2 separate regions of the Xenopus laevis genome follow, and region 2 is linked to region 1. A link is a contact called in public Hi-C data. All regions are on one chromosome and are shown on one strand. Each heading gives the region's core, a stretch centred on a gene start, on an enhancer-like site or on the middle of the called end of the contact. The rest is flanking DNA. Distances are from core to core; before and after follow the strand shown. Region 1 holds the start of igf1r.S (insulin like growth factor 1 receptor S homeolog). Region 2 holds the start of pgpep1l.S (pyroglutamyl-peptidase 1-like protein).

Region 1 (5,475 bases), core at 2,527-5,026:
TCTCACCCATACCAGGTTCGGTTTTCCACTTCATAGGTACAGCAGTGATTCATTTATCTAATGTGTGGCTAGGTGCCAGGGTCAGACCTGCTCCCTGAGTTGCCCCAACTTAGGTCTTTTATAGCCACAACTTGAAAACATCCAATTAAAGGCCAGATTCCCATGAGTACTAATTACTGGTAGTAATTGGCGAATTTATTCGACAGGCATGGATTTGCTGCGAATTTCCACACTTCGCCGCCTGCAAATTGCTGTGAAAATTCGCCGTGAAAAATTTACTGCGACTAAAAAAAACTGTCTAACGCATTAAAATTGTTGCAGTCAAAATTATTCAGACGCCCATTAACTTTAATGCATTTGGACAAAAAAGTCGTGAATATAAAAATTGTCGCGCACACAAAAATATTTTGACGCCCATTGACTTCAATGCGTTTTGCAAATTTTTTGTTGTTTCGCGAATTTTTCAGATTCGCCCATCACCAATTACTGGCCTACTGAAGCCACTTTTACTGAGCAGCCTATGCAGAGAGCCAATGAAACATTTTGGTTGTGACAGGGACAGACATTGGTTAGAAGGAGACTAGAGATGGATAGATGTACCAGTCCATACACCAAACTTATTTCCACTAGGCAAAATTCCCTGCCTTCTTTAGAATCAATATTCCCCACTTTATAAAACACAAGACAATAGCACATTCTCACAAATCTGATGTGCAAGCACCTCAGCAAATCACCCGTGTATCTTGTGCCTTAATCATATCTAAATCCAGATATGCCAGAGATGGAACATACAAAGGGAAACCTGTAATTATCTTCTGGCATAAAGGTGTACATGGACCAATCAGCATGTGGGGTGAATGGACGAATCCTGTTCAGCTGATTGAAACTGAATTTTCCACATAACCCCCCCCCGCCCACCTGGTATTCACAGACAGATGGCCAGGTAGTATAGTCAAAGCCAAAACAAAATTAGGCATGCATGGCCCCGGCTCAAATCAGCTCAGCCTGTCAAAAAGTGTAAGGGTAGAGGCACACAATACTATTTGGGGAAGATTAGTCGCCCAGTGACAAATCACCTCTTCGTTGGGCGACTAATCTCCCCGCAATGCCTTCCCCGCGGCTAGAATCTAAATCACCTGTGGGATGGCACTCAGAGCGATTTGAAGTCGCACAAAGTTGCCTCACGAGGAAACTTCTGAAAATGAAGAACTCCGAGCGCCATCCAGCCAGCGATTTAGATTCTAGCCGTGGGGAAGGCATTGTGGGGAGATTAGTCGCTCAAAGAAGATGCGATTTGTCACTGGGTAACTAATCTCCCCAAATAGCATATGTGCCTCTACCATAACAGTGGCTAAGGGTTTGTTTCTCCTTTAATGGGATCCTGTCATCGGAAAACAGTTTTTTTCCCAAAACGCATCAGTTAATAGTGCTACTCCAGCAGAATTCTGCACTGAAATCCATTTCTCAAAAGAGCAAACAGATTGTTGTATATAGGGTTGCCACCTTTATTAAAACAATTTACCGGCCAGTGGGGGGCGGGTACCAAAAGGGGGCGGTCTGCGGCGCTAGAAAGGGGCGGAGCTACGTGACAGGTGCAAACGGGGCGGAGCAACATCGCTGGAAAAAAGGTAAATTCTTTGCGATCTTTGCTAATTGGGGGCAGGCCAGGGGCTTTTTTTTAAAGGGTATTACAAATTACCGGCAATTGTAATTTGTAATGCCGGCCCCGGCAGGTGTTTTACCGGCTAGGCCGGTAAAATACCGACCGGGTGGCAACTCTAGTTGTATATTCAATTTTGAAATCTGACACAGGGCTAGATATTTTGCTATATTTTTGTTTCCCAGCTGCCCCTGGTCATGTGACTTGTGCCTGCACTTTAGGAGAGAAATGCTTTCTGGCAGGCTGCTGTTTTTCCTTCTCAGTGTAACTGAATGTGTCTCAGTGAGACATGGGTTTTTACTTTTGAATGTTGTTCTTAGATCTACCAGGCAGCTGTTATCTTGTGTTAGGGAGCTGCTATCAGGTTACCTTTCCATTGTTCTTTTGTTTGGCTGCTGGGGGGGAGGGGGTGATATCACTCCAACTTGCAGTACAGCAGTAAAGAGTGATTGAAGTTCATCAGAGCACAAGTCACATGACTTGGGGCAGCTGGGAAATTGACAATATGACTAGCCCCATGTCAGACTTCAAAATTGAATATAAAAAAATCTGTTTGCTCTTTTGAGAAACGGATTTCAGTGCCGAATTCTGCTGGAGCAGCACTATTAACTGATTCATTTTCCCATGACAGTAATTCTTTAAAGAGTAAATATGCACGGACTATACGTTTTGTTACGAATGTGGCAGAATTCCACCCATCAAATCCTTACGTTAAAGCAACTTTCTTCTGAAAACAACATAAAACCTGCGGCACAGGTGGCACAATACATAGGCAAAATAATAATAATCCCCACCTCGCGTCTCAACCCCTTTTCCTTTTAGATCGTAAGCTCTTTTGGGCAGTGCCACCCTTCACCTTTTTTGCCTCGGTTACCGATCACCCTGTAGGTTCTTCCTGTAAACCCAACTTATTGTACAGCGCTGCGGAATACGTCGGCGCTCTACAAATGCCCCATCACAAGAAGGGTAAAATTAAAACAACTTTTAACATTATAAAATAACCTTTAAACAAAAAAAATTATACCACCAACAAATGCAAAGTAATTTAGTATTTGATGGTAGTAGAAGGGAATGCTTCGGCACGTTTGCTGTATAGTAAATATTTCATATATGTGAATACAATGAGTGATTTGCCAGTAGTAGTAGTAGTAGTAGTAGTAGAAAGCCTGTGTATAAGGAAGATGCCCGCTGATGATGATGATGACCGGATAAGCAGATAATATACGAGAGTAAATGCGCCAGGGGCTCAGAGAACTATTTTAAAGCAGCGGCATTGGATTCCCGGGCGAGTCCCGTGCAGCGGAAGTATCTCCCAGTCCTGGCTTTGCAGACAGCCCAGTGTGTGTGTGAGTGAGAGAGAGAGGCTCAGGCTCTTGTTTACAGCATTAGCGCGGCGCACACACACACACACACACACTGACACACACACTGAGAGGAGATCCCAACGCGAGAGCCTCGGTGGCGTCCTAGGGCTTCTACACACGGATAAGAAGAGCAGCTTTAAGCCTCACGGGCTTTATAGTAGAAAAGAAGCGCTGGTTGGGCCAGTCTCCTCCATTCATTGGTCCGACGGGCGTGGAGCAGCGGCCTCCCTCCTGCTGCCGTGGGATAGAGTCTTGTGCCCGGGGCTGACATGGAGGGAGAGGAGGGCGAGGTGTGGGCTTCGGATTTGTCCTATCAGCTTCCTCCGTGCGCCCCATTCCGGCGGCGGGACTGACGCACTGTGTGCCAGGGCAGATACACGTTTCCCCGCGGGACTAAGGAGTCTTGGATTTACCGGCCACCGTATTCTATAGCACCCGACGTCTTTAAGGAGAGCGGGGGGAGACAACGCAGAGAAACAAGGGAGAAATCCGAGCCCCTCCATTGGGTAACGGGGCCCAATTCCTGCTAGTGGGCGGGGCTTGTACCAGAGAACCCCAATTAACCCCCTTGTCCCTCTGCCTATCAGTCAGGGCAGGGGGGACGAGTGTGGAGCTCAGGGGCTCCCTCTAGAGTTGGTGCTGACCCGCTGTACAAGTTGGCCAGTCCGCGGAATAATCCACGTTTCACGATCCGAGCAGGTTCCGGAGCAAGGTGACCCGGCAATTCCAGGGGCTTGTGGTCCAGGTAGAAAGGCGCCATTTTTCTTATTTCGGGCCAGGAGGGAAGTTCCTGGCAGCGCGGATGAGTATTTTCTCGGGTTCCCTGAGTGGGCTGTACGCGGGGACTTGTTTGTGGACATGAAGGCCGAATTGGTGCCTATTTGCACGACCTGGATCCTGGGGGTCGTCCTCGTCGTCCTCCTCCTGTGCCTGGGACCGTCGGCTGGGAAAAGTGAGTGTCCTGCAGCCCCTTATTACCCCCTGTGGGCACGTGGGTCTCGCGGGCAGTCTGGGAAGTGTCACTGCATCAGTCCTGGCTGCTCTGCTGCGCATCAGTGGGGAGCAAAGGTTTGGGGGGATCAGAAGCCGCACATTCTTCTCTCTATGCCTTAGATCCCACCTGCTGTTACTAATAACGCAGATCCCCCATCACTACTGGGCTCTCAGGGGCCCCAGAGACCTATAAATCATTGCCATATTACAGCTATGATCAGTCAGCTCCGTGTTCTGTGCCCAATCTGCAGCCCCCTGTGCATGCTGGGAGTTGTAGTCAATAACAGTTGGAGAGCTGCAGGTTGGGCATTCTTGCTGCTGCTGGTGTTTTGGCATCTGTGTAAGTGTGTTTAATGCTGTTGCTTGTGTATGTTACTAATGATTACAGCTCATGCAGCATCTCCCACATCAGTCTCTTCTTACTGTTGAACTTGGTGCTTTAGTCCAGACATTTGCTCCTGTTGGACTACAGATCCCAGCATTCCTGCTTGTGACTATTCTCCCCCTCCTCCAAATTCACTTGTTCACTGGCAATAAGTGCAGCTGCTGTTTTGCTTGCTTGTAAGCTCACCATTGGAATTGTAGGCATCATATCAAGCTCAGGTCATGCTGGCTTGTCAGCAACAGCCCTGCCTTGCTTGTGTCCTGTTCATGATTGGTTTGGGAATTTTCGTGGAAACGGAACAATGGATTTCCCTTGTATTTCAGTTTTTTGTTTTTTTTTTAAATTTTTCTGAAGTTCAAAAGATTCTCATGCATCTAGTTGCGTTCTAGGCTACATGGTTTGTAGTGTAAAAGTGTGGCTGATAAAACTGATGATACTCTGGAGGAACCGTAACACAGATATTAGGCTTAACCTCAAGGATGTGACCGTTTTACCTTTTACCCACTGGCTCAATTACAGTTTCTTTATGTTGTCGGCAACTGATGCACCATGATTCTGCCTTTCAGCAACAACCTCTCTACTGACACAAAGTTGCAGCCTTGCAACGACCTTAAGACTTTCTGTGCACCCATGTTTATAAGATCCCTTCTACCAGTCAGGCCAACCATAAACTGGTTATAATGGATATTGGGGCTTATGTTATAAGCATATATATATAACCATGTCCAGGGGTGAAACCATTATATGGGTTATACTTTATCATGCTGATGTTAAATATATAAAAACAATTATTGTATCTCATTGTTAACAGGGGCTTGAACCTTCTTTCCCTCCCTTCTATTCACCCTTTTATTTCTGGATGTCTGTCCCTAATCGTGTGGCCAAGATGTCTCAGGCAGGTTGTATGTGTACCTGCTAAATACCTTCTTATGTTTGTGTTTTCCATATCGGATGGTTGAAGTTTACGAATGGCCCTTAAAAGCTAGTTTTCCATGTGTTTTGGTAAGAGCTGTTAGTGCTTGACTTTCAATGTCTTTGACTGAGAAATACAATGGAGAATAGGCAGAACGGTG
Region 2 (5,003 bases), core at 30-2,529, 190 kb after region 1:
CTGGCTATTTTGTTAGACATCCAGTCACTCCAGCCTTTATACATTACATTTTTGGCTAACTAACTATATTAGAAACATTTTTTATTTTGCACAGCCTATCTATTTACCCAGTTTTTATTTTTATACTGAACAATTCTTTTAAATAATGAGACTGAACAGACTATTTAAAGGGGTAGTTCGCCTTTAGATTAACTTTTCGGATGATGTAGACAGTGATATTCTGAATTTCCAATTGATCTTTATTTATTTAAACAGTTATTTCGCTTTTTTCCCCCGCAAACTGGTTACTAGAGTCTTATTTTGTCTAGCAACCGGGAAGTGATTTCAGTGAGACCCTGAAGGAGGGAGGCTCAGCAGGAAGATACGGTAAGTGATAAAAAGTAACAATAAAATTGTAGCTTCACACAGCAATAGTTTTTTGTGGGGGGTTAGTGACACCCAGCATTTCAAAGCTGTTAAAAAGGCAGAAGAGGAAAGTAAATAACTATAAATCGATAAAGAATAACTAATGAAGACCAATTGCAAAGTTGCCAGGAATAGGACATTCTACGTGATATATAATGTAATAAAGAATCACTTTATGGTGAACATATTTGTATGTATAAATGTGACAGGGAATAAAACATCAGGGCTCGCTGAGCTCTTGTTATTGCTGCAAAAATAATCCCCTACAGGCGGACAAGAGACCTGAGTCGAGATCAAACGGAGGCAGCAGGGCCAGCAGACAGGACTTGGGAGGAAGTTGCAATCAATGTAAGATGACGGAGCTGCTGGGCAGAAGTGAGAAAACTGCCCGGTCAGGACTGCTGGGCACAACAGAGACTTAGGGGGTGGGATTCCCTCACAGCGCTACAGGGTACATATTAGGACACAGGCCTGGACTGGGAGTCAAAATAGGCCCTGCCATTCCAAGTACACAGAGGCCCAAACAGCCCCCTATCAGCCCAAACAGCCTCCTACCAGCCCACTATATAATAACTTTCTATGAAACTGTACAGCAGCCCCTCTGGCATTTTCCAAAACCCACAGATTGCCAGTCCGGGCCTGTTAGTGCTGTGCACCTTACCCCCTGTCAGCAGGAATCGCCGTGCCTCACACACTGCTTTGGCAACACGACCCCATTTCCATGTCCCGAGTGCTTTTTTTTAATGATATTTTATTCTGCCATGCAGGCAGCCTGCGTCAGTATATGTCACCTTGAGGCAAACTGCCAGTGGCTTCTCTAACAAACTTTATAGACACAGCATGACAAGTGTGTGACAGCTGCCTCCTAGTTACACACAGAATATCCTGCCTCGGTTATGTCCCAGTCAGGGCCACCATAAGAATTAGTGACCTTACAAGTTAAAGAAAACCCCAATTGGTGGCCAGGGGCCCCTACAAGTAAAAACATCATTGATGGTCAGACCCCCCCTCCCACAAGTTAGAAAAAAAACATCGGTGGCCAGCTCCCCCAGTTTAAAAAATAATTGGTGGCCAGGGCCGCCCCAAATGAAAAAAAAATAGTACTCAACAAATAAAACAAAAAAACATCACTGGCCATCCCCTGCCACAAGTAAAAAAAAAAAATGGTGACCAGGCCCCCCATAGAATAAAAAAAAAAAACCATTGGTGGCCAGGGTTAACCAGGGGTTTAAAAAAAAACATTGGTTTAGTGGAACTTACCTTACTTCTTCTTCGGCTTCTTTCGTCTGTGGCTCGGTTTCTTTCTACATCATCGGCTCGGCTTCTTTAGGCAGCTGCGGTTTGGCTTCTTTCAGCAGTTGCGGCTCAGCTCCTTTTGACTGTGGCTTGGCTCCTACTCGTCGCGGCACCTACTTCAGTGGCTTAGTGACTCAAGGGGGGTCTGGCTAATCCAGGAAACGCAGCACAGACAGGCCCCCCTTAACATATAGTAGCCACCAGGCCCGGGAGGATTGTCCACCAGTATCCCCCTAATGGCGGCCCTGGTCCCAGTGCAAGGGGTGGGAGACTCATTTATGATTAATAGACATCATTAAGAACGTACACCATACATATACGTAAACAAGACCTTCCAATACCCCTACTAAATTATACTATGATATGGGGGTGGCAGTCCCTCTAAAAGGCAAAGGTCTTGTCTTAGGCCTGGGCCTTGGTGGCCTTTTCCACAAATCCAGGCCTGAATAAATTCATGTATCTTCTCAAGGAGCCAGAATTCAACCTCATCTACTATGAAAGCTCAACTCTCCCATGAAAATATAATGTTTAAGCAACCTCCCTTCCTTATTTTAAGACATCGTACACTTGGGGGTGGCAAATGTTAGGCACCCCCAAGTGATTGTATTGACTTACCTGAAACCCCGGGCCAGTGCTCCTATCAGCAGAAAACTGCACCGGCCCAGGGTTATACCAGTGAGCACCACAGAGCGATCTTCTTCTGGCTTCTTCAAAATTCCCGGGGCAAAGGCATGCACAGTTGAACGAAATAGCCGACTTTTTAAAGTTCGACTTTTCATTTTACTGCGCATGTGCAACCACATGAAGGAAAGAGGAAGACGGAAGAAGATCACTCCGTGCTGCTCACTGGTATAACCCCGGGCTGGTGCAGTTTTCTGCTGATAGGAGCACCGGGTTGTGTCAGTGTAGGGGAAAGGCTTTTTGAGTATTGTATCTAAATCTCAATAGCGCCCATCCAGGCCACTTGTTAAAGGGGTTGTTCACCTTTGAGTTAACTTTTGGTATGATGTAGATATTCTGTAATATTGTAATATTCTGAGATAATTTGCAATTGGTTTTCATTTTTTATTATTTGTGGTTTTTAGCTTTTTATTCAGCAGCTCTACAGTTTACAATTTCAGCAATCCAGTTGCTAGGGTTGAAATTATCCTAGCAACTATGCATTGATTTGAATACGAGACTAGAATATAAATAGGAGAGGGCCTGAATAGAAGGATGAGTAATAAAAGGAAACAATAACAATACAATTGTAGCCTTACAGAGCATTTGTTTTTTTTAACGGGAGTCAGCAACACCCATTTGAAAGCTGCAAAGAGTCAGAAGAAAACGGCAAATAACTATAAAAAATAAATAATGAAAACCAATTGAAATGTTGTTTAGAATTGGCCGTTCTATAACATAATAAAATTTACCTTAAAGGTGAACCACCTTTAAATACAATACAGTACGATCATAGTGAGGTACTAAAGTTCTAGTTCATTTGTGCAAGTTATGCGCTTTGTGGGATGCTTATATTTCAGCCCTTCAAGGGTTTCTATTCAGAAATAGATATTCACAATGTTTACATGTTCCCTGTTCTGTGACTTCCCTACAGGGCTGTTACTCTTAGGGCCATGGCAGATGGGGAAATTTGTTACTATTAGTTCTAGTTTATAGACATGATGGAGGGGCCTTCTGTTCCAGGCCCTCCAGCACATCCACAACTGCTGACAGGCTGAGGCCAGAGAGGAATAGACCTGTGCCCTCTCCTATATAGGCAGGTAATAGTCACTGAGCCAACAGGACACTTTCTTCCCTAAGGCTCTGGGGCGAATTCACTAACCTCCGAAAATTCGCCAGCGACCGATTTGCTCATTGTGCAACACTTCATCAGGCGCAGATTTGCCAGGACAACGCTAATTCACTAAAATTCGAAGTTGCACCCAGGGTGCCGAGCGCTGGCAAAGTTGCGCTAGCGTTACTGCGCCAAGTGAAGCAAAGTTGTGCTATTGTTGGTTAATTTGCTTACGGCGGGAAGTTAAAGTACAATGGACGTATATGTTGCAGCGAGTACATTACACTAAACAAGCCCAGGAAACCTTAATAAAAGAAAATAAAGTTGTTATATCGCCCTACACATGAGCCCAGTATATAGTTTATGTCCCATATGTTAGGAAATGTAGGGGGGAATCAGGTTACCCCAAAAAAACATTTTACACTATTTTTCAGCCTATCACCCTGAAAAATGAAAAGACGCCAGCGTTTTTTGGGACTTTTTCAATTTAAATTTTCAACTATTTTTTGAGGAACTCCTATTCTACTCTATTGCACTTCGCCTGGTCTGAGGTCTGGCACAAGAGATAACGTTCAGTAAAATCCGAATCTTAGTGAATTTGTGTAGTTACGTCCATTCGACAGAGCGCAAATTCGCCAGGCGTTAGGGTGCGAAGTACCGCTAGGGTCTATCTCCTTCACTAGCGAAGTTACGCCGCCCACATTAGTCACTTCGCCCTTTAGTAAATTTGCCCCTCAAGGTGCAGCCAGAATGGGCACTTTCAGATCAGCAGGGGAAATTAACGGTGGGTGCTTCTCACCGTTTTAACCTCTTCTCTGCTGAAAGTTGACACAACTTAGCACATCTCCATTTATAACTCTCCTGAGACCTAGAACCCACGTCATTGCATAATTGTGCTGACCGTTTATCTTTCTGCATTTCAAGCCCCATGTGATCTTGTGCACATTCATCACCACCTTGTGAAACCCTATAGGCCGTGTTAGATCAGACTGCACATTTAAAACTTAAGAGCGAGTGGATTTTTTTAAACAGGTGTTAAAAATCTTAAAGAGGAAGAAGTGTCATCACAGCAGCCATTTATTTATAATCCTATTTATGTTTGGGCTTAATCTTACATAAAGTTTTGCCGGTTTTATGTTTCATAACGGGTCCAGTATGCATAGCGCCATCTGGATTTCAGATGGTTTGGCATTATTAGCTTTGCATTAACGAACCTTGATTATCTATGTTATCATTTATGTTGTTATGTTGTTTTGCATAATACAATTTGACAATATAAAACTTCAGGTGCAAGAAAGCCTGCAAACCTTTGCATATTTTTTTGCCCTGTGTGAATGAGCCCCTACTGGTTTTGCTTTGATTTTAAAAGAATAGTAACTTGTAGGACTATGTTGCCTTATATGAAAGGCCATATTCTATTTGCATCTATTGGTATCTACCTTGGTGGGACATCAGTAGTTGTAGGTAATCTGTTTGCACAGTGCAGTGCTACAGAATATTATATTATTATATTCTTAACGATGAAATA

Evidence for each region. Hi-C and Micro-C count contacts between places; a contact is called where the count stands out from the background.
Region 2: a contact with region 1 is called in a Hi-C map of the XTC cell line, with 2.7 times the contacts expected there. The contact joins the promoter of pgpep1l.S here to the promoter of igf1r.S in region 1. A contact is called at or near these places in 2 of 4 Hi-C or Micro-C datasets (the XL177 cell line and the XTC cell line).

The regions. Positions count from the first base shown.
Region 1 is chr3S:39,275,519-39,280,993 of Xenopus_laevis_v10.1, forward strand. igf1r.S (insulin like growth factor 1 receptor S homeolog) reads left to right here and starts at 3,777. Exons shown (of 21, transcript NM_001088265.1): 1 at 3,777-3,976. The coding sequence starts at 3,883.
Region 2 is chr3S:39,465,374-39,470,376 of Xenopus_laevis_v10.1, forward strand. It overlaps pgpep1l.S (pyroglutamyl-peptidase 1-like protein), which reads right to left and starts at 1,280. Exons shown (of 6, transcript XM_041587756.1): 1 at 1,067-1,280.